Linked DNA regions of Mus musculus: all the other regions are linked to region 4. The links are chromatin contacts, called in public Hi-C and HiChIP or PLAC-seq maps. All regions are on one chromosome and are shown on one strand. The core of a region is the stretch at or near the end of the contact, and the rest is flanking DNA. Distances in the headings are between cores, read along the strand shown. Region 1 has its middle 11 kb from the start of Gm22045. Region 2 overlaps Arid2 (AT rich interactive domain 2 (ARID, RFX-like)). Region 3 overlaps Slc38a1 (solute carrier family 38, member 1). Region 4 holds the start of Scaf11 (SR-related CTD-associated factor 11).

Region 1 (3,804 bases), core at 1,003-3,502, 200 kb after region 4:
TCAGCGGTCAGCCGGTGGGGCTAATACTCAGTTGCTATTGCTAGCAATATTCTTTTTGAGCACTTATTTAACTCACGTCTACATGGAAGACGGTGCTCTTGGTGGTTAAGGGAAGTAGATGTTGGCACCAGGCAGCCAGGTGTCAAACCCAGGCTCAGCAAGTGCTAACTATGTAACTGTGGCCAAGCTATTTAATTAACCAAGGGGCCTTTGATTCCCTGGTCTGCAGCGTGAAGATTACAACACTTCCTACTTACAGTGTTGCTGTGGAAAACTAGTTAACATATGTTAAGCCTCTGGAGAAGTTCCGTACAGGAAGCTCCGTGCTATCCTAAACACCGCCACCATCAATCAGAGACATGAGCCCCTTCAGCTCGGCCCTCAGACAGGCTCTAACATGCTGAGACATGTTTATACATACAAGCCTCCCCCCACTTCCTAAATAGTCCAAGCACCCAGTTCCTTCTCTGGGGAGATGTGTCATGGACTACTCCGCGGGCTTGAATCCCTCCTTCCTTTTCGATCGATCATCTCCCTAAGAGACAGAGCCAGCAAAAGCTACAGGCAACATGAGAAAGGGAAGGACTGCCTCAGCCACCTCACAGAAAGGATTCTGTGGTCTCCTTGTCTTCCTTCCATCTCCCCTCATCTCCACAGTCACCCAAGGCCTCTCCCAGTGCAGGTGTTGGTCGCCAATGAAGAGCAGCAACGAATCCTTGCTCAACCAATTAAAGTACTTGCTGGGCTCTTTGGGACTGAAGCTCACAGGAAACCTTCCTCTTTTTCTTTTGAGTGGGGAGCAAAGCCCGATGTATTGCATCCCTACCCCTCCAGATCTCCCTTCTCGGTGTCCGTCCCATGGCAGCAAGAGCTTCAATAACCTGAGCAGAGGGGCCTCTCTTCTCTCTGCCTCCTCTCCATCAGGACATGAGTGGACTCCCTTAACAAATTTTGGCAAACAGGATCTCTTTTCTTTCCTTTCCTTTTCTTTCTTTTGGCTTAGATTTTTTTCCTACCCTTGGTGCTAGGGATGGAACTGAACTGTCACACCCAATAAGCAATTGCTCTATCACAGAGCTACACCCCCAGCCCAATAGAAAGTGCTCTCATGGGACATCTAGCTGGTCTCTGCCACTTCTGTTCCAACAGAACCTTTCTGTTTTAGCTGGAAAAAAGCCCGGCTGGAAAGCACATGAAAAAGAGGCTAAAAACCAGGTTTAAGTGAGGAAGGCTCTGCGCCTCTGGGAGGCTGGGTAAGGTCTTTGTGTGACAGGAAAGGACACTGGTGAGGTTCCTTCATCTTGTATTCTGGTTGACGCCATTTTAGGTTTAACTAGAGTTTGAGCTCCTTTGTGGAGAATCCCATGGAAAATTACCCAACTCTATTCTAGGAACCCAAGGTCTAGATGTCCCAATTAACTTAGCTTTGGTTAAACCAACTGCTTGTGCAGATTGCCCCCCACCGCAGCTGCTGATCAAGACACCAAGATATAATTTTTGCCCTTGATCAAAATCAGTGGTTCTCAACCTGTGGGTTAAGACCCTTTTGGTATTAAACAACCCTTTCACAGAGACTGCATATCAGATATGCTATATATCAGATATGTTATGAAGTAGCAATGAAAATCATTTTATGATTGGGGATCACCACAACATGAGGAACTATACTAAAGGGTCGTGGCATTAGGAAAATTGAGAACCCACTGATCTAAATGTTTGGGGCTACACCTAGGTACCAGATACCTGAGCATAGTTCCAAACAACTGGAAGAAAGACTTGCAATTGGTCATAAACTGTATCTGATTTGTCATCTCCAGTACGTTTTCTGTAACAGTTGCAATTGATTATATGAAAATGTGTCAAGAATACAGAGTAACTTTCTTACATCTCCATTTTACACCTGTAAATTGGAGGATAATGTCTTTTGGCAAACTGTTGTAAAGAATGAAGAGAAAACGTGGGTGTGGAGCTGCACTCCGGTAACCCCAGCACAGGGTGGTCATGAGTTCGAGGTTAGCCTAGGCAACAGAGTGAGACTTTGTCTCACCAAAAAAACCCCAGAAGGGAATCAAATGAGCTTAGACTGTAGGTGGCCCATGGGAAACACTCACCAGGCTACAGAGTGGCTGTAATTGTTATTGGAGGGACCGTGAGGACAGAGGGGGAGGGGCGAGCCAGGAGGCTTCTCCCTGTGGTCCGAGCAGCAGCACAGGTCAGGTGATCACTGTGTGCTGAGCACACTCTCACGTGCTTTACAGAGAGCAGCACCCGAGTCCTCACGGCCACCACAGGAGGTCGGACACTGTCATCCCCACTGGTCAGCCTGGGGCTGAGGACTAGACTCAGGGAAGACTTGCTCAAGATTCCACAGACAACCCAATGCCCAGTGTGACTTCAGCTCTCCTGTATGTCCAGCCATGAGTCACGAGGTGTGCCAAGGAATGCAGATTGACGCATTTGGAAAGAAACAGATAGGACTGGGCAGATAGGAAACTGAGGTTATCTGGGAAGGAGAATTGCAAGTAGATAGCTCCGGAGGAACAGAAAATGCCCAGAAGGGTTGCAAAACGTAGCACGTGTTCAGCTGAGCAGCTTCGGAATGGTCAAGGTCTGATCAAAATCTCTCAAGCCATTTTGGAGCCATTCTTTTAGAAAAGTGGGATTGCTTATGTTCTTTGGACATAGAGACGGCTAAGAAGCAGCCACTCTGCTGGCGCTGTGTGCCCAGTGATTAGTTGTGTCTGTAGATGAGCTATTCAGTTGAGTAGCACACGTTTGAAGAGTGTAAGTGCCTTTCCTCACACCCCATTTAATCTACGCTGGTTTTTACCTTCCTGCACAGATGGCCCGCTTTCCCCTTCCTGAGCTGAATTCTCACAGAAGCCAGTGAGTGCTAAGTGGCCAGAGGAAGCCTCTGGAGCCCAGGATACAGGTCAGGGAGTCAGGTGGTGCCTGCCCTTAGTGTCAGATACCTGCAAGGGAGTGCTTCTGAGGCTATGAGGTCACGCAGAAGAATTATTAAGACACTTTGTGGGCAGTATAACTGAGAAAATACATGATAGGCTTCAAGGGATGGCAATTGAAAACAAAGTAGGAAGCTTGTATGTCAGTCTGATTTTCAAATGCCAGAGTTCAAGATATGCATAAATATAAAAACATCATTTAAAGACCAGGAGAGAGAGAGAAAGGAGAAGAGAGAGGAGAGGAGAGGAGAGGAGAGGAGAGGAGAGGAGAGGAGAGGAGAGGAGAGGAGAGGAGAGGAGAGGAGAGGAAGAGGAGAGGAGAGAGGACATGGTAGGGGGGAGTGGAAGGGAGAGGGATGGGAAGAAGAGGGAAAGGGGAATGGGGAGAGGAAGGGGAGGAAGGTGACAGGCAGGGGAGGGAGAGGGGAGGGGAAGGGGGAGAGGAGGGGAAGGGGAGGGGAGATAATGTGGAGGGAAAGGGGGAGGGGAAGTGATGGGGAGGGGAGGAGGGAGGGGAGAAGAGAGGGAAAAGGGGAAGGAGAGGAAGGGGAGAAGAGGAGAGGGGAGGGGAGGGGAGAGGAGAAGAGGGGAGGGGAGAGGAGAGGGAGATTATAATTAGTGGCTATTTCTAGGTGAAAGGGTTTAAGGTTTGCACTTTTTTCCTCTCTACTAAGTTTTGTAATCAGAGAAATGCCAGACTTTGTCTTTAAAAAGACAAGTGACATTCAGGGTTTCTATTTCTCCTGTTAGGTGTTTGAATCTGAATTAAAGGCCCCGGTCCCAGCTGAGTTTCTTTAGAGGTGGTTGGTATTCATGCCTGGATTTTTCTGCAGCGTCCTTT
Region 2 (3,913 bases), core at 111-2,610, 150 kb before region 4:
AAGGAAGGAAAGTCTTCCTTGAAGGGACATAGTCTTTGGATGAGCGAGTTCCATCCTTAAATACCAAATGGTATCATTTGAGTAAAGACAGAAAAGATGAAGGAGCCGTGCAGGTGGATGCCTGTGTTAGGGACGACTGCACACCAAGAAGCACGTCTGTTGTGTCCTAGGAAAACAGGGAGGTTGTGTTGGTTAGGTCTTGTCATCTTGACACAAGCTATGCTCACCTGGGGAGACTGAACCTTCCTAGAAGAATCAGAGCCGTCTGAGGGCATGTCTTTAAGGCATCTTCTTGGTTAGTGATTAATGTGGGAGGGCTGAGCCCACTGTGTACTGCTATCCCTAGGTCCTGGGTTGTATAAGAACAGGCTAAGCAAGTCTTGGGGAGCAAGCCTGTTCCTGTCTGTTTCAGTTCCTACCTCCAGATTCCTGTTTGAGCTCCTGCCCTGGCTGCCTTTGATGACCCTGATCCTTGTAAACTGATTTTGCTTAGTGTTTCCTCACAGCAACAAAAAGCAAAGGAAGACAGGCCACTGTGGTTAGACTTGGTTCTTGGATGGTTTGTAGAGGTCTTGGCTTTTACTGTAGCTTTTGGGGATTTTTTTGAGTTTATTTTCATTAGTTGAATGGGGGGGGGGTCCTTTGTGAAGTATAAATTCAAGTGTAGTGTAGGGTCAAGAATAGAAGCAAGGAAACCTGATTCATGTGAAATCACAAAGGAGAAAAAAATGACAGTACTTACTGTGTGTCCGTGCTAGTCCGTCCATGGAGGACAGATCCGTGTGCCTGTCTTAAGGCTTGCTGCTCTGTGCTGCAGCTGTGCTGATGTGTTTGTGGTTCTCTGGACACCTAAGTTTGTCTCCTTCCACTGCCTTTGCATGTGTGGGTTTTCCCTGCCTGGAGTCCTTTCCACTCTGTGCCTGAGGTGCTCCTGATCCAGCTTTAAAAGGTAATGCCCTCTTTGTTACGTACAAATTCTCATCTCACCCAGTTAGTTGTTCCAGGTGATCTTTTTTCCACATAGGGCCACTCTACCCTCTTTATACTTCTACTACAGAGACATTTATGTTAATTAGCAATTTTTTTTTTTTTTTAATCTGGTGAGCTCAAAGGTTGGAACCTAAGTTTTAAGTATGTTTGTAGCACCAGAATATTCATGCAGTTCCGATTACTGAATGAGTTACTTGGCCAGTGTCTAACGGAGACAACTTGAATGCTTGGAAGTCATTTGAATTTAAAACAAGGAAAGGAATCACTTTAGTTTCAGAGTAAAGGCAGCGGCACATGGAAGAGGCCATGAGCTCAGCTTGGTGTTGAAAGCACACATGGATTCAGATAGAAAAAGGAAGCAGTGGATGGGAGAGTTTTCGACACAGGAGAGGAGAGTGTGAGGGTGTTTACACTGTGCTTGGATGATAGCAGGAGCATGGCTGTGGGTTTGAACGTGTGTTTTGTGGACTGAAGACCAGGTGCAAAGATCGGTACCAGATGGTGAAAGATTTTCTTTTGAAAAACCAAGTCAAAGTATTTAAGTATACACACACATTCATACATGTGTGTAGTAATGTGTGGCTTGATGTCATGCTGCCTGTATTTGTTCTTTAGCAAAACAACATCTGAAGGAAAATTGTTTTTGAAACATTAATCTTAATAGTCTTTTTGTGGGATAGATTTAAGGTAGGAGAAAATAGTTATAGTGTATGAAATCTGCTTGGTTGGTGTCATTTCACTGACTATTAAGATATATGCAAACTACCACCTACTAACAACTAGACTGGGGACTCACTTTCAGGAAGTGGTAAAGTAGTGTCCTCATGGTTGTCACAAACTCCAGTTGTCACTGGAATGTCAGTTTTACAAAAGAGCCAGTTAAAAAGTTGTCTGCCTCTTAGAACGTTTAATAAAGCCTTCTTTTCTGTGCCTTTTATTTATTTGTGTGCAGATTCACCATCATGAGTTTACAGCCACATAAGATGTGGATTATAGGTAAACTGTCTTATGTCCTCTACTGGAAGGAGCTTTGTACAGCTTCACTGAGTTCACTTAAAAAAAAAAAGCTCCAGAATTGAGCACCCCCCTGCAGTGATGCAGCAGTCCTTCCATGTATGTCTAAAACTACACGAGATAGTTGGCGTGAACGGTTGTATATGCTTATTAGAAAATGGGCTGAACTAAAGAGAGATGTTCATATTTAGCTGTAAACTTTTAAAATAAGTTTTAAGATCTTGGATATTCTTAGACACACCACAGTATAGTATAATATCATAATAAAGAGTTTATATAGGATCCATGTATTAAATGCTACTGAGTAGTCTTCAGGTGAGTTAGAATGCATGGAAGGGTGTGCTGAGATCATAAGGAAGTAATGTATGGTTTCATGTCAGGGGCTTGAGCATCTGTGAATTTTTCAGTCTGTGGCTGTCATGGAAACAAGTCTTTATGGATACTAGCGGTGTAATTGTATTTTCTACTGTTCAACAAGCTGCATTCTGAATGAAGAAAAACTCAATCCGTTCTTTTTATTGGATCATTACAAGGAAAAGACATTTAAACTTCTCCTGAAATAGCAAATCCTCTTTTGTTGCACCATTTGTGACGGTTGACTGGCTGGGTTGTCTTCACAATGGTCCTCAGGCCAGAATCTTCACATTGTTAAATGGGTGGACTGTAGAAAAAAAGTGGTTTGTATTCAGTTGGAATTTAAAAATGTTGTCATATGAGTTAAACATAGTTCTTTTGTGCACCCTCTCCTGAGAATAGTGTGCTTGCATTGCGTCTGGACCACCCACATTTGAGTAGACATTAGCTGATCTCTCTCCTGGCCTCACTAGTCCTTAGAATTAATCCACTCCCTGGCGTTCCCCTGTACTGGGGCATATAAAGTTTGCGTGTCCAATGGGCCTCTCTTTCCAGTGATGGCCGACTAGGCCATCTTCTGATACATATGCAGCTAGAGTCAAGAGCTCCGGGATACTGGTTAGTTCATATTGTTGTTCCACCTATAGGGTTGCAGATCCCTTTAGCTCCTTGGGTACTTTCTCTAGCTCCTCCATTGGGAGCCCTGTGATCCATCCATTAGCTGACTGTGAGCATCCACTTCTGTGTTTGCTAGGCCCCGGCCTAGTCTCACAAGAGACAGCTACATCTGGGTCCTTTCGATAAAATCTTGCTAGTGTATGCAATGGTGTCAGCGTTTGGAAGCTGATTATGGGGTGGATCCCTGGATATGGCAGTCTCTACATGGTCCATCCTTTCATCTCAGCTCCAAACTTTGTCTCTGTAACTCCTTCCAAGGGTGTTTTGTTCCCACTTCTAAGGAGGGGCATAGTGTCCACACTTCAGTCTTCATTTTCCAGGGCCAAAAAGGGGGAGTGGGTGGGTAGGGGAAGGGGGGTGGGTGGGTATGGGGGACTTTTGGTATAGCATTGGAAATGTAAATGAGCTAAATACCTAATAAAAAATGGAAAAGGAAAAAAAAAGAATCCACTCACAGGATTACTGGGAATAGGGAATACTTTGTCAGCACACACACTTGGTAGGTAAGAGTGAGTGCATCTGAGATAGATAGCCTTGTGCATCTGAGATAGCCTTGTGCATCTGACATAGCCTTGGAAATGCCTGGCTTCCTGAGCTCCATGGGGAGCCCATAGCCTTCCAACTCTGGGGTGCACGGGAGGCAGGACTGATCACAGAGGCATTTCTGCTAAGGGACGCTTGAGAGCAAAGCTGGCCGCATGTCATTACTGCACTGGTCAGACCGGGTGACTTGGGAACTGTCTGCTAACATTTAGGGAACCCTGATCTTCAGTGCCTAGGATTAGGTTTCATCACTTGAGTGTAAATTCCTCCTGCTTTTGTCCCACAAATGTAAATTGTAAATATGATTCAATTAGATCTAACTATTCCTAAACCC
Region 3 (3,868 bases), core at 1,042-3,541, 140 kb after region 4:
TCCCTACTCTATACTGTTCACCTCCTCTGCTCCCGTCTGCTGTGTGCCTTCTTTTCTCCAGACCACTGGTGGGCACAGAGTCAGATCTCCTGAAATGCCCACCCATTAGCCAACTATGCAAGCCCAAACCTGCAGGTCAGACAGGCCGGTCACCTGTTGTCTTGTGACTCCTGTCTACCCAGCAGGAGGCACCCTTCATTTCTACAGGCAAGCCTGTCCTAAGGCAATAGTCAGCCCATCTCCCTTCTCTTGTGGGGATCCTCTTTCCACCCAGCAGCCAGAAACCTCCTCCTGTCTTAGTGCTTTACTACGAGTCTTCATAGTAGACTACAGGTCAGGCAGCTGATGGTTTCATTCATCTATCCATGCTCAACTCCCACATACAAACTAGCTAAGAATCAAAGAACTCACAATTAGGGTCTTGTCTGCAAGTTGTGTGAGAGACTACACTGCTATCTTGGTAAAATCAAGACACACCTATCTGCCTCAGACAGTCCTGTGACCAGGCTGGTCACACTTACCTCAAGGGTTGACCTCGTCTTGTGACTTCGAAGGACAAAGCTGGAGCTTTGTCCAGCAGCAGCTGTATGTAAATGCGCTGTTTATCCACTTACTCTAGGAGGCTGATCGAGCCCTTCAGAGGCACGAAAATATTCTCACATTCAGTCCTTGGGGGATACACCTGCCCTCCACAATCTTCTGAATGATCGTGACCGCGCGCGATTGTTGTTTAGACTTCTACAGTGTGTAAAGATTGTATAGGCAGGAGTTGGGGAGAGGGCTGGGTGAGTAACCTGTTTATACCTGAGGACTGGGAGTTCAGAATTCCAGAACCCACATGACTGCCAGGTGGGGGTGACAGTCCTTAGTACCTTAGTGCTCCAGGGGCAGAGATGGGATTTGGAAAACAACCTGGCTAGCCAGACTAGCTGAACGGGTGAGCCCTGTGTTCAAATGAGAGACCCTACCTTAAATATAGAACTAAGAGAATGACTGAGGTAGACGACACCCAGTGTCTACACCTGCCATCTACATACATGCACAGACGTGTATGTGCACCCCTGACACACATACAAACACAAACACATTTAAAAAAGAGTGTATAGATAACATATTAAACACGACTGTTCAAGTTGATGTGAATAAAACGGAAAGACACAGCAACAGAAGGAACTAGAATATTTAAGGCAATTAAAGTCTTCTATCTCTATTAAAATATTCTATATCACAATCGTGGTGATGATGTCGCAAGTATAATTGGGTAGACTTGCTCTTTAAATTGGGATTTTATTGTAAGGTACTCCTGAGCCACCATCACCAACAAGTATGTCATGACTCTTTAAGGGAGATGACAGTGGACTGGAAAGGTCTAATTATATGCCCAAGTGCCTGCAACACTCCCACCTCAGCAGCTGAGCCCTTGAAGAGAGGGAGATAAAACAGCAGCCATGGCTGTGAAGACAAAAGTAGCTCAGGTGGGGGTATCTGGGGCTTCCGCACAGCCGTGCAGCCGGAAGCTCGCACCTTTCTCTCTCTGAAGAACAGAGAGCTCGGCCCTGCCCGGCAGACTCTGCCGTGAGATGAGAATTCTATCCGGCTGGTCTGGAGTGGGTCCTGAGGCACTGGTGCTGGTGGTCTGTGGGCCACACCTGGAACAGTGAACTGTGAAACTGAGCTTAGCCTAGAGGCGTATATGTCCCAGCGGTCCCTGATTCTCACACTATCCATCTATACATACCTGACATGTTGTCTGTGTAATTAATAATAATTAATAAAGCACTTTATTGCTTACTAGCAAAAGCAAACTCTGGAGTACTTATCCTGAGCACTGTTCATATTTCACTCAGTGTTAGCATCCCTGTGCCCATTCACACGTCACTGAAGCCTAGAGAGGCTACAGAGCATGCCCAACACGGGAGAGCTAATGGGTCAGAGAACTAGGATCCGGACCAAGGAAAGCCACGGTTTTAAAAAGGCTGCCTTGCAGGCAGGCAAGGGTCAGTTATATATACAGCACCTTTCGTTTGTCTCCTTGTAGACAAGTCTAAATTCTTTCAGGAAAGAATTTATCTTGAACTAGCCCCAAGGTTGGTTGGCTATTTTTGTCTAGAAAGCAAAATGCGTCTCACTGATGTCTGGATCTAATATATTACCCCACAAAGAAAGGGGCGTTTAAAAGAGATGTGCATACAAACATAGAACCTCTGCAGGAGGTCTGAGCGTGGAGGAGGAAGCTGTACCAGTTACAGAGCTGCTCTTTACATCCACTTCCTGTCTCTATTTCCCCTCCCCCAGCCCCGCCCCCAGTAGGTTCGAGGGCTGTGGTTTTGTGAGGGACTTATAATGTGTAAATGTTGACACTGCCCTCCATCCGCCTCCACCCTACAAGGAGGACTGGCTTCTCCCTCTTTAAACCTAGATGTTTACCCATTTAAATCATGTTCCCTCTACCCCCTTCTGGCCTCAGAAGATGTGACTCTTAGTAAAAGGAGAAAGTCTTTGTAACAAGTGAAATGCTCGAGACTTGGGTTTCAATTCAACTGCCCAGAGCCTGCTGGATGTGGATGTGGAGCTCCATCCGCAAGTCCTCCCTTACTCCGTTTCCATGGGAACTCTGCTTGCCCAGAGACGAGAAGAGAAGCAGACATGAAGTGCCCAACTGATATGGCCCCCAACGCCCTCTCCAACCCTCCAAAGCTTAGTGTCACCTTAGAAAGGTTATTTAACCTCTGGGAATCTCAATTTATTCATCTATAAAATGGAGATGACAAACAGGATCCTTGGAATTCCATAAAATCATACGTAGTTTATGGCTTGTCTTATCTCTCTCTCTCTCTCTCTATATATATATATATATATATATATTTTTTTTTTTTTAAAGCAGACGTCAGGGATAGTGACCGTGAAGCTGTTCTCTTGGCTACTGCGCGCTGACCCCTTGATGGATGTTGATCTTTAACGATGTGCATCTAACAGAGCAAAGCAAAACTAATTGGACTACTGGATCAGGCTTCCTTTCTATTAAGTCAGCCAGTGCTCTGGAAGATGAAATTTAAGTTAGCTTATATTTAACCTGGGCTGCCGTGCGGATGCGTTCCGATATCTACTTGAGTCAGACTGAACAGAAAAGCGTCCTATGCACTGTGGAGCTGAATGACGGGGTGAAGACCGAAGGTCACATAGCTGTCTCTTGTAAATTAGGACAAAACAAAGGCCATGGTACTGCCCTCTGCATACAACCTGTACCACCGGCAACCAAGTATAAACAAGGTGAATTCCTGTGCATACACATGGCGCACACAGGCATACACAAACACACATGCTCCCATTCTCTGAGACCAAAGGGACTGAATTCTGGGAACCCTTTATCAGAGGCTTAACCCAAGCTAAGCAAATAAGAATTGAACTTTTGAAAACAGGGTTCGGCAGCCGTCTCCTACGCTGGCCAGCCCTCTCTGTTTACCAAACAGGCCCTCGTTGTGAGCATTTCTCTGTTTCTGAAAAGCTTCTAAATCAAATGAATTTCAATAGAGGGCAACGGCTCTAGCCCTATCCTTTCTACATGAATTCACAAGGTTGGCAAGCTCCAATGTGTCACTTCTCCCTTCAAGTGTCATTATTCCCAAACAAGGGCCTCTGAGGCCAGCGGGTTTTGCTGCCAGAGAAAGCGCATTTTTCTCTTCAGATCATTTCTAAGGAACTGCGACCAGAACTCCAAGAATTCTGAAAAACAAGTAACCGATTGACAAGAAGGGAGGTGGGCATGTGCCTGCCCGTGGACCTCCTAGGACCATCTGGGAGAGCGAAGTCTCCATTTTGATACTACATGTTTGTCTTTCCTTAGGAGTGCCCAGAACAGATGAGTTAG
Region 4 (4,257 bases), core at 1,556-4,055:
ACCATGGTACTGGCTATTTTACCTCTAGACTCTTCCGCTTACTACAGTCACCACTGCCCAGATGTGAAACAAAGTGCAAGGTGAGGAACAGAATTTTAAGAATTTGGGTTTGGAGACTAGAAAGATGGCTCAGCAGTTAAGAACACTTGCTGCTCTTTGAGAAAATCAGGACTCAGTTCCCAATACCTACGTCTCGTGGTTCACAACTGTCGGCTACTCTAGCTCCAGGAGATCACACACCTTTTTCTGGCCTCCAAGGATAAATATAAGTAAATAAACAAGGTAAATGTTTAAAAAACAAATGACCTGGGTTTTAAAGCTAGTACAACTGTAATTCCCAGCACTTGCGAGACAGAGGCAGGAGGATCACAAGTTCAAGGCCACCATGAGCTATCTGATGTATAAAACTCATCTGGCCTGGCAGCGGTGGTGCACACCTTTGATTCCAGAACTTGGGAGGCAGAGGCAGGTGGACTTCTGAGTTCGAGGCCAGCCTGTTCTACACCTCATCTGTTTTTCAGTAGACAAGGTAAGACAAAACACCACTTACATCCCTAAAAGACAAGAGCAGAAGCTGGGAAGCACAGTGCACATTATTTTATAACTAGCTTGTGTTACTTTGAGGCACACTGCCCTCTTAGAATGGTGGTTTACAACTATCTTGCATTAAAGTACCTAAAATGTGCAGGCTGATGGGTAGTTACCATTATACTTCATTACTAAAGGTATATGTCAGGGATGACAGCAGGTTAGGTAAGTTTTCATGAAAACCGCTCGTAAACTATCCGTGCTCCAGGAAGATGGGAAAATTGGGAATACCCAATAGAAGGCCCAGAACCACGTGAGGGACTTCCAGGAAGAAAACTCTTAAAAGTTTTCTCTTAAAAATTAAGTAATTTACACTTTCTTTTGTATTTTTCTCCTTTGTCATGTTGAAGGCTGCCTTTGCAGTATATTTACAGAAGGGCAAAGAAAAAACTATTAGCTAAAGTGAAGCTACAGTAGGAACTGCTAATCTTTGAAACTCTGACCACAAGAGGGGCAATGGTGGCACACACCTTTAATCCCAACACTCTAGAGGCAGAGGCAGGCGGATTTCTGAGTCTGAGGCCAGCCTGATCTACAGAGCGGATCCAGGATGGATAGGGCTACACAGAGAAACCCTGTCTTGATAAACAATGAAGAAGAAGAAGAAGAAAAAAATGACTGCATAAACAAAACGCAAATTAATTCATATCTAAAGATATTTTCAATTTTTCTTTTTTGTCTATTTGGGCAAAAAATAAAAAATAAACCAACAATAACAACAAGAAAACTACTTTTTCCTTCTGTTTTAAATAATAATAAAATGGTTAAGCCAAGTGCCAAAGCAGAGGGGGAGGTGGGGGTGGAAACATGGTGTGGAGAGACAGAATTACCCAATAAAATTTTATTAAAAATACCGGTTAAATGAAAGGGCTAAGAATCTATTGCCTTCACTGTTGTGGGGCTGCGGCAAATAAATCATACATGAGTTATCTTTTCCTTGAAAAATGAAAAAAAACGTACTTATTGATATACTTTCCCCAAAATTCAGAGAAAACTGCCCAAACTGGGGGAAATTTGAATACTACCATATCTTAGTCAAGGCATACTAAAAAACTTTCTCGTCAGTTTTCGTTAGTTCGCTGCTAGTATATAAGGATGGTAGCCAAAATGTAATCCAAAATGAATGAGAAGCAGCCGCGGTTTTACGTAGTACGATCAGCATGTAAAACTTGCATTCTGTATTGTTTACTACCTCACACACGCAGATGATTAGCCGGACTACCGGAATACGATACTGTACAGATCAACGCATGGGGAGTGTAGGTCACCATTTCAATCTGGGACTGTTGCCCTCAATTGCAACCAGGTGTCTTTTAAATTAAATTCTTCGAGATCCGTGCGGAAGACGAGCGTGCATTGGCCAATCTTCTAATCGGTACTCAGTCCCCGGCTCTAAGGCGGGGTTGAGCGGGGCTGAGTTTCGATCTCCCGGCCGGTTGGACCGCGGGCAGCCCGGGCAGCGGGTTTTAAAAACGACGGCGGGGGTGGGGAGGCGGCCGCCGAGGGAGGGAGGGAGAGGCCGAGGCCAGGCGCCGGCCAGCGCTTCCTCGTTCAGGCGCCGGGGAGGTCACAGCCTAGTGAAGTTTGGTTTCACAAGCGGGACCCGGAGGCTCGGGGACGAACGCGAACTCCACGGGAAAGCGGGCCAGCCTGGGAGCGCCCGGAAGCACGGCCGACACGTTCCCACTGCGGGTGGGGGAGCTGCGGGCCGGGCCTGGAGCCCCTTCCTGCCTCGGCCGAGGCCCCGCAGCCCGCGCCGCCCCGCTCTGCTCCTAGGCCCCGCGCGCGCCCAAACTGGACCTCCGCCCCGCGCCGCCCGGGGCCGCGGCTCCCAACTTTGCTCGCAGCGAAAGACACCGCCCGAGCCGCGCGCGAGCCCCAAACTTTGCCCGCCCGCCCGGCCCGCGCCCCCGCCGCGCCGCGCTGCGCTGCGCCCCGGGGCGCCTCGTCCGCTCTCTCCGGCCCGCCGTGTTTACCTGAGGCCGAGGTCCCGCGGCCGCGCCGGCGCAGGAGGCCCGGTCTCCGTCAGTCCGCCGCTAAGTTCTGCACCATGGACTCCTCCGGCCGCTCGGAAGCGCGCGCGGCCCGCGGGCTGGCTCGGACGGCCGGGTCGGGAGCACGCAGGCAGCCACGCAGCAGGAGACCCGGGCAGGCGGCGCTAGCTCCGCGCCGCTTGCGCCACCGCCGCTCCCCTCCCCCGCCGTGTCTGGCGGCTCCCTCCCTTTCTCCCTCCCTCCTTCCGCGGGGCTCAGCCGCGCCGCCACAGGTCGGCGCACTGTGGTGACGACGCGGGCGGGCGGGCGGGCGGGCGGCTGGACCCGCCGCACGCTACCTGCTCGCGGGCGCTGCCGTACTCCCCCGGACCTCCAGGGGGCGCCCGCGAGCCGCGACGGACGGACGGACGTGGTGGGCGGGGCACGCCGCCCGGCTGGAGAGCGGGAGCTCCGGCGTCTGCGAGTGGCCGGGGCTTCTGGGAAACATTCTTCTTGCCCCGCCCTCTTGCCGCTCGGAGCGCTACGCGCACGCGCCGTGCTCAGTCCTCGCTCCACCCCTTTCCCCCTCATCCCCACCCCCGCCCCTGCGCCCTGGCCGCGCTCTCTCTGGTCGTGGCCTTTCCTGGCAGGCTCCGTGGGCGACAATAAAGATGTTTTGGAGAGACTGCAGTCCCGAGAAGAACTCGTGCGTAGTTGGCACGGATGAAGTACTCCGCCCGCTGCACGTGCGCGGCGGCCTGCCAGCCCGGGACACACTCCCACGCCCTAAGCCCGCGTCCCCGAGGCTAGCCGAGCCTGGCTGGCTTTAAGTGCTTCCACTTTCAGTCACTCTGCGATGTCCTCCTGCCCTGCAGCGCCCTCGGATCTTTTGTTTCACCTCGGAGGTGTCTTTACAGGCTTTTCGTCAGGCGCTGGCTTTTTCACCCCCTGCTCCACGCTCTAGCTTTTCCTAGTTGTCCTCTTGCAATCCACGCTGTCGCCTGGCCACCCCAACCCAGGCTGTTCCCTCCCTACCTCCAGCCCAGCAGCGTCCCCTGCCCTCCTCTCTGATCCTGTCGCTTCCCTGGCATCTTCATCCTGTGCTACTTGGCTGTTCAGTGCCCGTCACGTCACACCGAAGTTTGGGATGATGTCTCGTTAAGCTCTTCACAGAGCCGAGCACCAGCAAGGGACTGGGTAAATAACCGCTTAGGAATGCAATGAATGGCAGCCTTGTCTCTCCCAGTGTCAGTGAGCTATCTTCATAGGTTTGGAAATGTGGTGTTCCTGTGTGCAAGTATTTCGCAGTGATTTAGAGGTGTTAAAATACTTTGTTCTGATGAAACAAGACTTTCTGAGGGACCTTTCTCTTGTAATGACGACGAATGAAGCTGGTGATTAAGAAAACCTAAAAACCTGTTGAAACTGTTGTGTGACAGAATCAAGTCAAAGGCACTGTTAACCATCCTGCAGAGATAAAGTTTAGCTTTCCTGTGTACACTCGGGGTCCAGAATTCACCCTAGAGAATTTTATCAGTAAGAGCAATTCCCGGTGAAGATGTGATATTCTTTTGTATGTATTTTATTTTGTTTTTAATGCAGAGTCTCACTGTGCAGACCGATCCTCAAACTCCACATCTCCTACTTCAAATTTATTGCTCTACCTTTTGTGTTCGCAACATTTAAAATTCACTCT

Evidence for each region. A called contact is a pair of places that touch in the nucleus more often than the background predicts. HiChIP or PLAC-seq counts read pairs in DNA pulled down with a chosen protein or histone mark.
Region 1: an H3K27ac HiChIP or PLAC-seq map of extraembryonic endoderm stem cells shows a contact between it and region 4. The contact joins the enhancer-like site here to the promoter of Scaf11 in region 4. A contact is called at or near these places in 18 of 39 promoter capture datasets (the 3T3-L1 cell line, 3T3-L1-derived adipocytes, the C10 cell line and 10 more), 4 of 15 datasets of contacts at CTCF or cohesin (the G1E-ER4 cell line, embryonic stem cells and pro-B cells), 31 of 484 Hi-C or Micro-C datasets (the AML12 cell line, B cells, the F1.1 cell line and 22 more), 18 of 115 datasets of contacts at active chromatin or transcription factors (DN3 thymocytes, astrocytes, bone marrow-derived macrophages and 10 more) and 1 of 9 other capture datasets (pancreatic islet).
Region 2: an H3K4me3 HiChIP or PLAC-seq map of the SCID.adh cell line shows a contact between it and region 4, with 10 read pairs. The contact joins the enhancer-like site here to the promoter of Scaf11 in region 4. A contact is called at or near these places in 14 of 39 promoter capture datasets (the 3T3-L1 cell line, 3T3-L1-derived adipocytes, the C10 cell line and 10 more), 10 of 484 Hi-C or Micro-C datasets (B cells, CD4 T cells, CD8 T cells and 6 more) and 3 of 115 datasets of contacts at active chromatin or transcription factors (the SCID.adh cell line, acute myeloid leukemia and effector CD8 T cells).
Region 3: a Hi-C map of regulatory T cells shows a contact between it and region 4, with 3 times the contacts expected there. The contact joins the enhancer-like site here to the promoter of Scaf11 in region 4. A contact is called at or near these places in 1 of 39 promoter capture datasets (pre-B cells), 1 of 484 Hi-C or Micro-C datasets (regulatory T cells) and 3 of 115 datasets of contacts at active chromatin or transcription factors (effector CD8 T cells, embryonic stem cells and memory CD8 T cells).

What each region holds. Positions count from the first base shown.
Region 1 is chr15:96,658,534-96,662,337 of GRCm38.p6, forward strand. No RefSeq gene overlaps it. Among named protein-coding and RNA genes, the nearest start is that of Gm22045, 11 kb to the right of the region's middle. Within about 2 kb of position 2,253, at least 26 of the 459 cell types and tissues checked have an H3K27ac peak or open chromatin away from gene starts, as enhancers often do. A contact at or near this core is called in DN3 thymocytes, extraembryonic endoderm stem cells and granulosa cells, where this site is marked.
Region 2 is chr15:96,308,166-96,312,078 of GRCm38.p6, forward strand. All of the region lies in intron 3 of Arid2 (AT rich interactive domain 2 (ARID, RFX-like)), which reads left to right. Among named protein-coding and RNA genes, the nearest start is that of Arid2, 23 kb to the left of the region's middle. Within about 2 kb of position 1,361, at least 17 of the 459 cell types and tissues checked have an H3K27ac peak or open chromatin away from gene starts, as enhancers often do. A contact at or near this core is called in the SCID.adh cell line and acute myeloid leukemia, where this site is marked.
Region 3 is chr15:96,596,795-96,600,662 of GRCm38.p6, forward strand. The region is part of intron 4 of Slc38a1 (solute carrier family 38, member 1); the gene reads right to left. Among named protein-coding and RNA genes, the nearest start is that of Gm32457, 17 kb to the left of the region's middle. Within about 2 kb of position 2,292, at least 104 of the 459 cell types and tissues checked have an H3K27ac peak or open chromatin away from gene starts, as enhancers often do. A contact at or near this core is called in effector CD8 T cells, embryonic stem cells, memory CD8 T cells and 1 more, where this site is marked.
Region 4 is chr15:96,458,038-96,462,294 of GRCm38.p6, forward strand. It overlaps Scaf11 (SR-related CTD-associated factor 11), which reads right to left and starts at 2,806. Exons shown (of 15, transcript NM_028148.2): 1 at 2,565-2,806. Gm41408 reads left to right here. Exons shown (of 2, transcript XM_030248866.1): 2 at 2,007-4,257. The coding sequence ends at 2,872.